2 separate regions of the Capsicum annuum genome follow, and region 2 is linked to region 1. Evidence: chromatin contacts called from public Hi-C data. All regions are on one chromosome and are shown on one strand. The core of a region is the stretch at or near the end of the contact, and the rest is flanking DNA. Distances in the headings are between cores, read along the strand shown. Region 1 holds the start of LOC107870821 (F-box/FBD/LRR-repeat protein At1g13570). Region 2 overlaps LOC107870711 (CCR4-NOT transcription complex subunit 11).

Evidence for each region. Hi-C and Micro-C count contacts between places; a contact is called where the count stands out from the background.
Region 2: a contact with region 1 is called in a Hi-C map of bud, with 3 times the contacts expected there. The contact joins the enhancer-like site here to the promoter of LOC107870821 in region 1. A contact is called at or near these places in 3 of 5 Hi-C or Micro-C datasets (bud, pericarp and placenta).

What each region holds. Positions count from the first base shown.
Region 1 is chr5:58,546,289-58,552,394 of UCD10Xv1.1, forward strand. It overlaps LOC107870821 (F-box/FBD/LRR-repeat protein At1g13570), which reads left to right and starts at 2,998. Exons shown (of 4, transcript XM_016717485.2): 1 at 2,998-3,280.
Region 2 is chr5:58,972,496-58,978,601 of UCD10Xv1.1, forward strand. LOC107870711 (CCR4-NOT transcription complex subunit 11) reads left to right here. Exons shown (of 12, transcript XM_016717321.2): 8 at 1,093-1,164; 9 at 1,258-1,331; 10 at 1,528-1,669; 11 at 2,375-2,453; 12 at 3,009-3,345. The coding sequence ends at 3,106. Among protein-coding and RNA genes, the nearest start is that of LOC107870711, 27 kb to the left of the region's middle. Within about 2 kb of position 3,521, at least 2 of the 5 cell types and tissues checked have an H3K27ac peak or open chromatin away from gene starts, as enhancers often do. A contact at or near this core is called in bud, where this site is marked.

The DNA.
Region 1 (6,106 bases), core at 1,748-4,247:
ATTTAAATTATTAATTATTGTGATTTATAATATTTTTCTTCTATTTCAATTTAAATGATACTTATACAATTTCGAGAGTCAATCAAATATTTATATCATTTAAATTTTTTAAGTTGTTAATTATTGTGATTTATAGTATTTTTTAAGTATTTTATAAAAATATATAATAGATTAAATTATTTTTAGATATTTCAAGTTTTTAGTTATTGGGTATGTTGTTGTTGTATAATATTTTTATGTAATTTTTAAAAAACATATGTTACACTCCTTGTCCAGAGTTTTGTGTCCCTAATAGTCAATTACAGTTTTTAAATAATTTAAATTTTTAATTATTGTGTAAAACTTTTTCTACTATAATTTAAGTGACATGATGCATAGATGACCATAATAATTAATTAGAGGTGATATAGTAATCACGATTGAAACAACAAAATAGACATGTTTTAAATAACTCACAACAACTAATTAGAAGTGACATAATAAAATTACTATAAAAGATACTTGTGAAAAAAATAAGTGAAATCTCATGTAAGACATCAAGTTATTCAAAACATCAAGAGTTAACTTATCATTTTATATCTATTTTATCTTTTTAATTAAATATTATTTATTTATTTAATACTTAGATGACTTATAATAATTAATTAGAGGTGATATTTAGTAAATTATGATTAAAGCAGCTGAAAAAAACATGTCATAAATGTCTATTCTATTGTTTTATTAGATATTATTAATTTTTTGATATATAAATAATTTATAATAATTACTTAGGAATGATATAGTAAAATCACGGAGCAAACAGCTGAAGTTGACAGGTCGACGGAGAGCTACTTTAAATACTTAGATACTTATAATAATTAATTAGGGAAGATATTTAGTAAAATTACAGTTAAAGCAGTTGAACCAGACATGTCATAAATGTCTATTTTACCTTTTTATTAAATATTATTAATTTTTTAATATATAAATTATTTATAATAATTAATAAAAAATGATATAATAGAAAGTAAAATTACGATTGAAGCAACTGAAATAGACATGTCATAAATGTCTATTTTTTTAAAATTATATATTATTATTTTTAATATATAAATGACTTATATAATTAATTAGGGGCAATATAATAAAATTACGATTGAAGAAATTGAAGCAGACAACATAAGCAGGCATATCAAAATTTTCTCTTCTATATATTAGGGGAAAAAATTAAATTAGGTGAAATTGTAGTAACAAATAAGAAAGAAAGTAAATTATATGTTTGATATGAAATTAAATAAAGAATAAAATTTATTTAATTCTATCAATAATTATTTTTTATAATAAATTATCATCTTACTAATCAATTTACTTAAATATAATATATTTTAAACAATTTTATACAATAAAAAGATAAATAAAAATAAAAAATAAATGAAAAATGGAGGGCCCACATGTGTGTAAATATATGCAAGGCCACTTATGATGGTATTATTGTAAATTCTTTACTTAGCATTGTTGGTAATTAAAGAGAAAAAAATAGGCTTTTATTAAAACTTTTGATGAGGTTTCAAAAAATAAAGAACAAAAAATTATCAATTTGAGCTTAGAACTTATTTTAAACACCTTAATACGCTTACTATTGAATTTAAAGACAAAAAGGTGACATGTTGAAACCTTCACTTCTAAATTTTTTTTATTAGATATTATTAATTTTTTTAATATATAAATAATTTATAATAATTACTTAGAAATGATATAATAAAATTACGAAGCAAACAGCTAAAACTGACAGGTCGACGAAGAGCTACTTTAAATACTTAGATGACTTATAATAATTAATTAGGGAAGATATTTAGTAAAATTATGATTAAAGCAGCTGAAGCAGACATGTCATAAATGTCTATTTTATTTTTTATTAAATATTGTTAATTTTTAATATATAAATAATTTATAATAATTAATAAAAATGATATAGAAAGTAAAATTATGATTGAAGCAACTGAAATAGACATGTCATAAATGTCTATTTTTTTAAAAATTAAATATTGTTATTTTTAATATATAAATGACTTATAATAATTAATTTGGGGCAATATAATAAAATCACGATTGAAGAAATTGAAGCAGACAACATAAGCAGGCATATTGAAAAAAATTAAATTAGGTGAAATTATAGTAACAAATAAGAACGAAAGTAAATTATATGTTTGATATGAAATTAAATAAAGAATAAAATTTATTTAATTGTATCAATAATTAATTTTTACAATAAATTATCATCTTACTAATCAATTTACTTAAATATAATATATTTGAAATAATTTTATACAATAAAAAGATAAATAAAAATAAAAAATAAATGGAAGATGGAGGGCCACGTGTGTGGAAATATGTGCAAGGCCATATATGATGGCATTACTGTAAATTCATTACTTGACATTGTTGGTAATTAAAGAAAAAAATGAGTTTTTATTAAAACTTTTGATTAGGTTAAAAAAAATAAAGAACAAAAAATTATCAATTTGAGCTTAGAACTTATTTTAAAAACCTTTATGATAAATTATCATCTTACTAATCAATTTACTTAAATATAATATATTTAAAACAATTTTATACAATAAGAAGATAAATAAAAATAAAAAATAAATGGAAGATAGAGGTCCCATGTGTGTGGAAATATATGCAAGACAACATATGATGGCATTATTATAAATTCTTTCCTACACATTATTGGTAATTAAAGAGAAAAGAATGGACTTTTATTAAAAAAATTTATGAGGTTCAAAAAATAAAGAACAAAAAATTATTAATTTATGCTTTAAACCTTCATACATTGAAGCAAAAAATCTCTTGTCCCTCTTATAAATACTTACATGTCAAATCCATACATTAACTATGATAAATTATATATATTTAGACCTTAATATCCTCAATATTAAATTTAAAGACAAAAAGGTGACATATTGAAACCTTCACTTCTAATATACAGAAAAACAAAGTAAAACGTATAATTCAGCTAACGAGGGAAACAAAAGAAAGAAAAAGGTGAAGGTATAATTTTGAAAATTATTTGGCAGGTCCTTATAGTTTCATAAGCTAAATTGGAATATAATTTTATTGTTTTGGTAGGGCAATATGTTCATTTCATAACTTTGACGTCATATATTTGGGGGAAGAGAAAGCCAGATTTAATAAGTTATCCCCTCAGAGACCCCCGCATGTATCTTTTTCCGGTCCTCGATGACAAGTTAACAGAATTAGCTGGCCAATAATTCAAGAACCCCTTCAAATTCAATCTCAGGTTTTACCTTAATTCAAAACACAACTATTATTACATTTTTATCATCTGGGGATCATTAAATCAACTAAATTCTAATTGGATCTTGTCCAAAAAGTTCAATTTTTATGTGTATATAGGCCATATATATGGTGTAGAAGTTAAAGTGTGTGTGTCTTTGTTTTGTTTTGTTAATTGGAAAATTCTTGAATTAGGGAGTCTGGGTTTTGCAAACACTGTATCCCCTATGTGGTTGAATCAACATGATTTTGAGAATATTTTTCTATTGATTTTGATGGTTACAAGTTCTATTTATTTCTTGGAAACCCAATTAAATTTTTTATTTTATTGAGGACAGAGATGAAATGGGTAGAGTTGCTTTATTGATTACCTATAGGTAATTGGTTTGAGGCGTGGTAACAGTCTCTTTGCTTAAATCCATGTTCCCTCCCAGTGGCGGATTTAATATTTTCACTAAGGAGGTTCTGAAAAAAATGTAGTGCTTGCGGTTTGAACTTGGAAGTTCAAGGTGATTTTTGAACCCCCTAAATTACTGAGATAATCTCTAGTTTTGAGTTTAGGGGGTTCGAGGTCTATGTATGTACACCAAAAAGAAAAAAAATACGATACATATACCCTATAATTTTTTGGCTAGCGAGGGAGTTCGGGTGAACACCCTTGCCCCCTCCTAGATCCGCGCCTGTTTCCACCCCTCTCCTCACCCTGCTCTGGTCAGATTAGCACTTGGTGCATGGGAAAGCTCTTTTGATGTGGGAGAGGTTGTGGAAATATTAGGAGTATTTATGCATTAAAAGGAAGATTATTTGTGTATCTTCCTATTTTTTTTCTTTTCTGTTAGTAGCTGACATAGCTCATGTGGGCGATACGTATCTCCTCTCCTTGTAACAGAATTAGTTTATTTGTTTCATATTTATGGAGCAATCATTTATTCCTTCTTCTCTCTATTGGCTTCTCTCTAACCAGCTTCATCACTTTGAATGTCTGAGGATTTGAATGCGTTCTGGTCATTTAGATTGAAAGTCATTATGGTTTCAGAGTAATGGTAATGGGAGTAAGCTCAACTTTTAGATCTGAGAAGTTGTAATTGATGCTCGAAGCTCATCCAACTATGGGCGATGCTGCAACCGTTGTAGTTGATCACAATCATCTGATGTGTCTACAACCTTTAGACACCCCTGGAGTCGTGCTGATATCGATAAAGCTAACAGCTAACTGGGCTAGAAAAAATATGTGCTATGGAGCAGATCGATGCAAATAACTCTTTTGGTGAATAACAAGTTAGGTTTCATGGATGGATCCTGCCTTGGAAGTTCATATAAGGGAGATTTGGCATGCAGTGAAGGCAATGCTATGCTGTAGTGTTATTGTGGATCAACAGTACAGTCTATCCAGTGTTTGTGTCAAGCATAGTTTATTCTTCAAATGTGAAGAAGGTTTGGGATGAATTCAAAGAGAGGTTCGACATATCAATTCTAACTAGGATTTATCATTTGTGGACTGAAATTGGATTTCTGATACAGGGTACAAGTTCTATAGCTACTTATTATGCAAAGATGAAAGATCCTTGGGATGAACTAGATATATAGTCATTTAGATTTAATTTAACTATGATATAAGTCACATATAAGGTCTTAAGATCAAATAATGAGGAGTTTTTCAACTTAAAATGTTCTGAATCATTGATGTCATGTGGAATTATACATCAAAGTAGTTGACCTTATACCCCTCAACTAAAAGGAGCAGTTGAGAGGAGACAAATATACGTGAAGTAGCTAGAGAATTTAATTTCTAGGTTTTGTGAAATAGATTTCAGGGAGACTCTGTTTCTGATAAATAGGTCGGTAACAATAGTCCTATAGGGTAGACCGTATAAATTAATGTTTTGGAAGATACCACAATTGAGACATTTAAGGGTGTTTGGATGCTTGTGCTTTGCCAACAACTTTTCTGAAGGAGATAAGTTCACTAAGGGAAAAGAAAACTATCTCTATTGGATATTCTAAAACTCAAAAGGGATACAAGTTATATGATTTGGTGACAAGGGAGTTCCTGATGAGTAAAGATGTTCATCTCTGGGAAGCATATATTTCTTTTTCAAGGTGTAATTAAAAGATTGGATGCTATAAGAAGGACTTTATGTGGAAAGGCAGTGAAGATACCTTGCAAATGGGCGGAATTGACAGTGTGCAAGAAGGAAGGAGGTTTGGGCATTAGAAATCTGAAGCAGCAGAATCAGAGCTTGATGATGAAGTGGCTTTTAAAATTTGCAAATGAGCACAACCTAATATGGAAGGATGTTGTCATGGTGAAGTATGGTATGGAAGATAATTGGATGACAAAAATGGTAACAATGCCCTATAGTTGTACAGTTTGGAGAGCCATCAGAAACCTATGGCCATTAATGCATTCCAATATCAACATCAAGGTGGGTAATGACCTGAAACATGACAAATGGACTGGGAACAGGCCACTGAAGCAAGATTATCCTGTGCTATACACTTTGTGCCAGCAATAACAAGCAACTGTAGCAGATATGTGGACTGCACAAGCTTGGAACTTGCACCTAAGAAGAAATTTGAATGATTGGGAATTGGGAAATATAGCTTCATTCCATAACACAATGAATGAGTTCAACAACTTGAACATGTAGGGGGACAAATTGAAATGTCATATGGACAAAACTGGCATGTTTTCAGTCAGTTCAGCATATAAGGAATTAAATGTATCTATTGCCAAAGAAAAGGATTGGCCTGGAAGATGATCTGGCAGACAAAGATTCCTTATAAAGTGAACTGTCTCAAATGGTTCTTAGCTAAAGAATCAGTGTTG
Region 2 (6,106 bases), core at 2,271-4,770, 430 kb after region 1:
ATAGCTTGTGAGCCAATACCATGCAAGGAAACAACAATCTATTCCTTCAACAAACATGGGACTCTCGACTGTTGTCAAAATGTCTGACACTTGCCAATGCCATCCCCAAAAGCCTTCAAAGTTAGCATCCAGCAGCTGACTTTAATATATGATTTTCAAACCCAACATGATGTCTCCATCTCCATTAGGCGTGACTGACACACGTGGTTGACCTTGTCCTCCGAGTATGCTAGTAATGGGACTTTGTTGCATATCTCAATGAGAAAACTTTCTCGAAGCTATTCTTCCCTTCCAGGCTTAACTCCCTTTTTAAAGAGCAATGGTCCCTGCTCTTTAAAGGTAGGTTGGGTAGGATTGTTGTCTTGCTTTTTGAGGGTTTAGGCTTGTTGGTGTTTGTCGTTGTATTAGCCGTAGTATTGTAGTGCCTGCTTGTGATATCTATCCTTGTCTGTTTTTTCTTCTGTTTTGACTACCACACTATTTTTTGTTGTTTTTGTTTCCTTCTTTCAGATCTTCATTACATTTAAGTTTGTTGTGTATTCGTTTAAGCAAATTAAATTAAGTATTTAATTATTATTTAAGTAGCTTTTCTGATTATTCTAAAATAGGATTTATGTTTCATAGTTCCCTAAGGATTAAATTTAGCTATAGTTATTAGTTTAGAATAGGATTTGTGTTTCCTATTTCACAAGATTAGACTTCCTATTGCTGTAATAAGACTCCTATTTAAAGGGGTTTCTGAGGAATAAATCAGTAAGTCGAATTTCAGCAAAAAACAAGAGATCACAGTTCTCTCTTCCATTGAAAGGTTTCATTCCCCCTTTAACTAGCTGATGTTATATACAAAATAGGTTAGATCTAGGAATTCGAACAAAGGCAGGGGAAAGTAGAAGTCAATTGATTTAGACTTTTCGGTTGTCGTTCTGTGATTCGATCATTCTCTAAAAATCCGAACAAAGTTGTTCATTCCTTCAAAATAATCTTTATCGAGAAAGCTCATTAGGCTCATAATTCTTTTTCACGCACATTTGTTGAGACTTTTGTTGCATACATTAGTCATTTTTGAAAAGTGTTTCTTGTACTCTCAAGCAGCAAGTACTATTGGAGTTGGCAAATGATCCAAAGCTTGTCTACCATTGTGGGTTGACACCAAGGAAGCTGCCAGTATGATTTCTGCAACCTTAAATGTATTTTGATTTGTGAGTGCCTAATAGCTAGTGGCTTTGCTTGATTCTGAAGAATTATGTTTATTTTCAGGAACTTGTGGAGAACAATCCTGTTATTGCAGTTGAAGTTCTGGTTAAGCTGGTCAATTCGCCGGAGATTGCAGAGTATGTCTCTGTTTCTTGTTCCCTTGTTCATTGATTAGCATACCTGATACCCTTGTGATGTATGCACACCAAGTGTCGGGTAGTTTATTCAAACCATCTTTGTTGGAAGTTGCAGAACTAGCATTCTGTGTTTTGTTTGGATTTTTGCACCGAATTCCACACATTCTGATATTCTGCACTTTATTTGTGGTTGCAGATATTTTACAGTTCTTGTTAATATGGAGATGAGTCTTCATTCTATGGAAGTTGTTAACAGGCTCACTCAAGCAGTTGAATTGCCAACTGAATTTATACATATGTACATCACCAATTGTATATCTTCCTGTGAGAATATTAAGGTCCTCTATCTGCGTAACTTCTTTCTTATTAATTGAAACTTTCACTCAATCTATTTGGCTGGCAATTATTATGTCCTTTAGAGTGTGACTTAATCAAACTCTTTTCTGATCATGAGTTGCTTGGGTCACCATGCTATTCTTGAGTTAGTTTCTCACCCATATTTTGCACCTCAATTTCAGGTTAGTGTTTTGGTAGACACATTTCTGTAGGTTCTTTGATGACTTTCTATCATAAAACATGTTCTAAGGGGTGAAATACTGCTAATGTGGGTAAACAGTGTAATCGTTGCCTGCAACTATCCTGTTTCTGAAGATTGTAATGGCCTTTGTGTCTCATTTTGTTTCAATCATGTAGTTCTTTTTGTTATAGCTGGTATAGAGCAGATGTCAGTGAACTGATGTTTAATATCATTGGATGTGAATCTGTTATACTGTATTCTTCTGTCATATTAGTTGGTGGCAATGACTCTAATGCATACATGGGAGATGTAATGGTGGAAGAGACGAAGAGACAGACTCTCATTGCCTCTGAAGATTTCAGAAGACCTACAAAATAGTTCTTCTAAATTAGGAAGGAGAGGATCTGCGACATATGAATTGAGTGTTAACAACACACATTGATTTCCTTCTACTAGCATAATTAGAATCTATGATGTTATGATCATTGGTTGCGTTATTACATACTCCACTTTTCCAAAATTTCAGGATAGATATATGCAAAACCGACTTGTAAGACTTGTCTGTGTTTTCCTTCAGAGCTTGATCCGGAATAAGATCATTAATGGTAAGTGTCTATTATCATCACTTCAGTGTTACAGGACTTGATAAATAGATAGAAAAGCTACATATATTGCATACCGTTTATAATGAGTAGTTTGAGAACCCAACAATAAATGAACAACCAACTGGGGCGTGAGTGCCAGTCTATCTGTGGGGTTGCAACGGAGGATGACTGGGATAGTAATTACGAGAGGCTAGTTGCATCAAAGCAACAACCTTTAATGCCTGGGTTAATTTGCTGTTCTCACCGAAATCTGGTACATCAGCTTGCAGCAACTTTCTGAGCCTAGTCTTGGTAAACTGCTGTTAAGTGCAAAATGTGTGGACTGTATGGTTTGACCAAGCTTTTATCCATTTCGTAGTGCACCCTGCTTCAAATCTGTTCTTTCAATCTATTTTAGTGTTATTCACTAGTGTATATTTGCATTTTATTTGGTGAAATAGCTGGTTCCTAGTTCTTTGTTTGGCTTTTTAAAGGACAACATAAATCTGAGATACCAGGTAAGCTGAAATAATATACTTGTTGGCCAAGCACTAAACTGCCTCTTGTTCATTGCAGTCCATGATCTCTTCATTGAAGTACAAGCATTTTGTATCGAGTTCTCAAGGATTAGAGAGGCAGCGGGGCTGTTTAGGCTTCTGAAGACATTGGAGTAGATGCTGCCTCGTTCACCCCATTCCTCCGATGAAAGTTTTCTTTGATGTAGCATGTGTACATGTGTTTTTATTTATCTTTTGTTCTGATTCCGTTCTTCCAAGTAGTTAGCACCCAATTCGGGGTCATTGTATCCTTGGATCAGCAAAGTTATAATTATAAAGTTTATTTCACAGTTAGTACATTCATTTTCCCAAATCCTAAAAATGGAACAATAGAAGAATGGTTTTATTCTTGTCAATCATGGACCATGCTTTTATGGTCATTCTTGTAATACAAGCTTTGCATTAGAAATGCATGAAAGTTGGTGGAGGTCAGGATATACTCGTCGTGCACCTAATTTCAATTCAATAAGCTAAAGGAAAATATAAGTAAAAAAAAATAAAATTATGATGGAAGATGTTCCAAAAACGAAAGACAGCTCGCTTATGCCGAAGATTCTAAAGATTTACCAGTATTTTACTGGTCGAGTTGCTAAAGATTTACCAGTATTTTACTGGTTGAGTTGCTGGAAATCAACTTTTGTACTATCCTAATAGCCAGAACTTGTGGAGCTAGAAATTTTGGGCATATCCAAATAATTGTCCTCGTATGATGAAAGGTTCTGTCGCAACAGTTGCATGTATATTAACAATCCTTTTCACTATTAACTATCCTTTTTCATGATGCGTATGCTCGAAGTTCAATCTTGTCCTATATATATATTTTTTTTTTTAGGAAAAAGGGTCAAAAATACCCCTTAATTTTAAAAAATTGGCTAACTTAACCCTCCGTCATACTATTGGGTCAAATATACCCTCGCTGTTAACAAAGTTGTCATCTATACCCCTAAAATGGATGAAAAAACCCACATCAACTAAAATTATTCAATTTTGAAAAAAAAAAAAACATCCACCCAAATTTGACCTGCTCCGACCCAACCTATCTAACTTATAACCCAAACAACCTCCCAATGAAACTGTGCTCTTGCTGTTCCTCTCCCGCTTCCTCCCATCTCCGGTCCTTCAACCTTTTCTTCCTCTCCACTTTCTACCCTTTACATTTCTTTAAAGTTGAATGCGGCAATTGCATCAGTGGTGGCATCGAACGTGTTCACCAAACTTGTTTGCTGATTAGAAAGCAACCTACAGCTTAAGAACGTATTGAGTTTTCATTGCGATACAATTAGTTATGATATTGAATAGCACTGTGCCTACTAAAAATCAGCATTATGGATAATTTTTAAATTGTAAGCATAGTCCACTGCTGAAATTTCATCAGCTGTAGACCAAAACAATGTCCAATCTAGACAATAGAAAGATATTACAGGCGAAACAAAAATGCATGGGTTCCAAATAGATTATAGTGAAGCTAAAATCCCATCTGACAATTCTCATGGGCATACTAACACCAAGAAGTGATACATATCCTTCATCTTTATTAGTTAAGAATACCATCACTAGAATGATCAATAATCCCTTATAGATCTATGATGGCCTACTTATGAAGTGGAAAACATGTTTTCAACAATACGACATGGACTCGTCTTTTTTTTTTTTGCTGATTTATTTGTATTTCTCCTAATTGCAACAATGACAAAATCAAATGGACTAATATCAACTATCACGCTTTTGCATTGATTAGTTTTTCCAAAAGTTTGAAACTTTGTATATAGAGGAAATTAGAACAAAAATATTAGAGATGCTAAGGGGACTTGAGAAATGAGTTAAAGAGCTACAATGAGACTTGTAAGTTAGATGGGTTGGGTCGGAGCGGGTTAAATTGGGATGGGTAGTTTTTCTTTTCAAAATTGAATAGTTTTAGTTGATTTGGGTTTTTCCATCCATTTTAGGGGGTATAAATAATAACTTTGTTAACGGTGAGGGCATATTTGGCCTGATAGTATGACGGAGGATAAAGTTGACCAATTGTTTTAAAGTTGAGGGGTATTTTTAACCCTTTTCCCTTTTTTTTTTTATAAAAATTTAAAATGGCCTCAAAGGCCAGCCTTTAATATCAAATAATAGATCTAAAATATTTAGGGAAAGTAAATCATACTCATAGGAGCAAATTATTTACAACTAAATGTCCTCCTGCACAAACTATTTTCTAACTAATTTCAAAAAATGCCTCATTTCCTTGTAGCTTTAATTATTTATCTTTTTTTTCAATTCTTTTTCTTTTCATTTCTCAACTTCTTTTTCCTCATTTTGTCATTTAATTTTTTCTCACATTATCTTATTGTTTATTTTCATTTTACACCATAACCTAATTTATATTGTTATTGTATTTACTTTTATTTTCTCATTTATTTTTTTTAAAATTTATTTCACTACTTTTTCTCTGCTCTAATTTCTCTTTATGAGATTTTATTGGGTATTTTATTTTTATCTTTTCTTTCTTCATTATTGGTTCTTTTTATTTTTGCGCTTTGTTATGTTTTGTTTTCTCTTTATTTTTCATTTTTTTAATTTTATCTCCTTTTTCATTCATTTTTTTCCTCAAATCACAATACTCTTTATTCTTCACCACGATCTAATTGCACATTTTTCGATCCTATTTTTATTTCTGCCTTTTCTCATTTATTTATTTGTTTATTTTTATTTAATTTGATTTTCTTTTTATATCCATTCTTTTCATTTGTTTTAGTCTATAATGATACCATTACAATATATCTATATACTATATGTTATTATTGATGTCTGCTTCAATTGTAACCTCCATGATACCATCAGAATATATCTATATACCGTAAAAGTATCATTGATGTATTCTTCAATTCTTCAGTTAGACCTCCATGATACATTTAGTATGTAATAGTAACATGGTATCATTGGAGTTTGCTTTAGTCCGTAACGATATCATCACATCATATCTATATATGGTTATGCAGAGAAAGGAAAGGAGAACAAAATATACAAGTTGAAGAAAGCACTCTATGGGCTCAACACAAGCTCATCCCACATTGTCATGAATGTCTGCTTCACTTCTTAATGATACTATTACAACATATGAATATAATA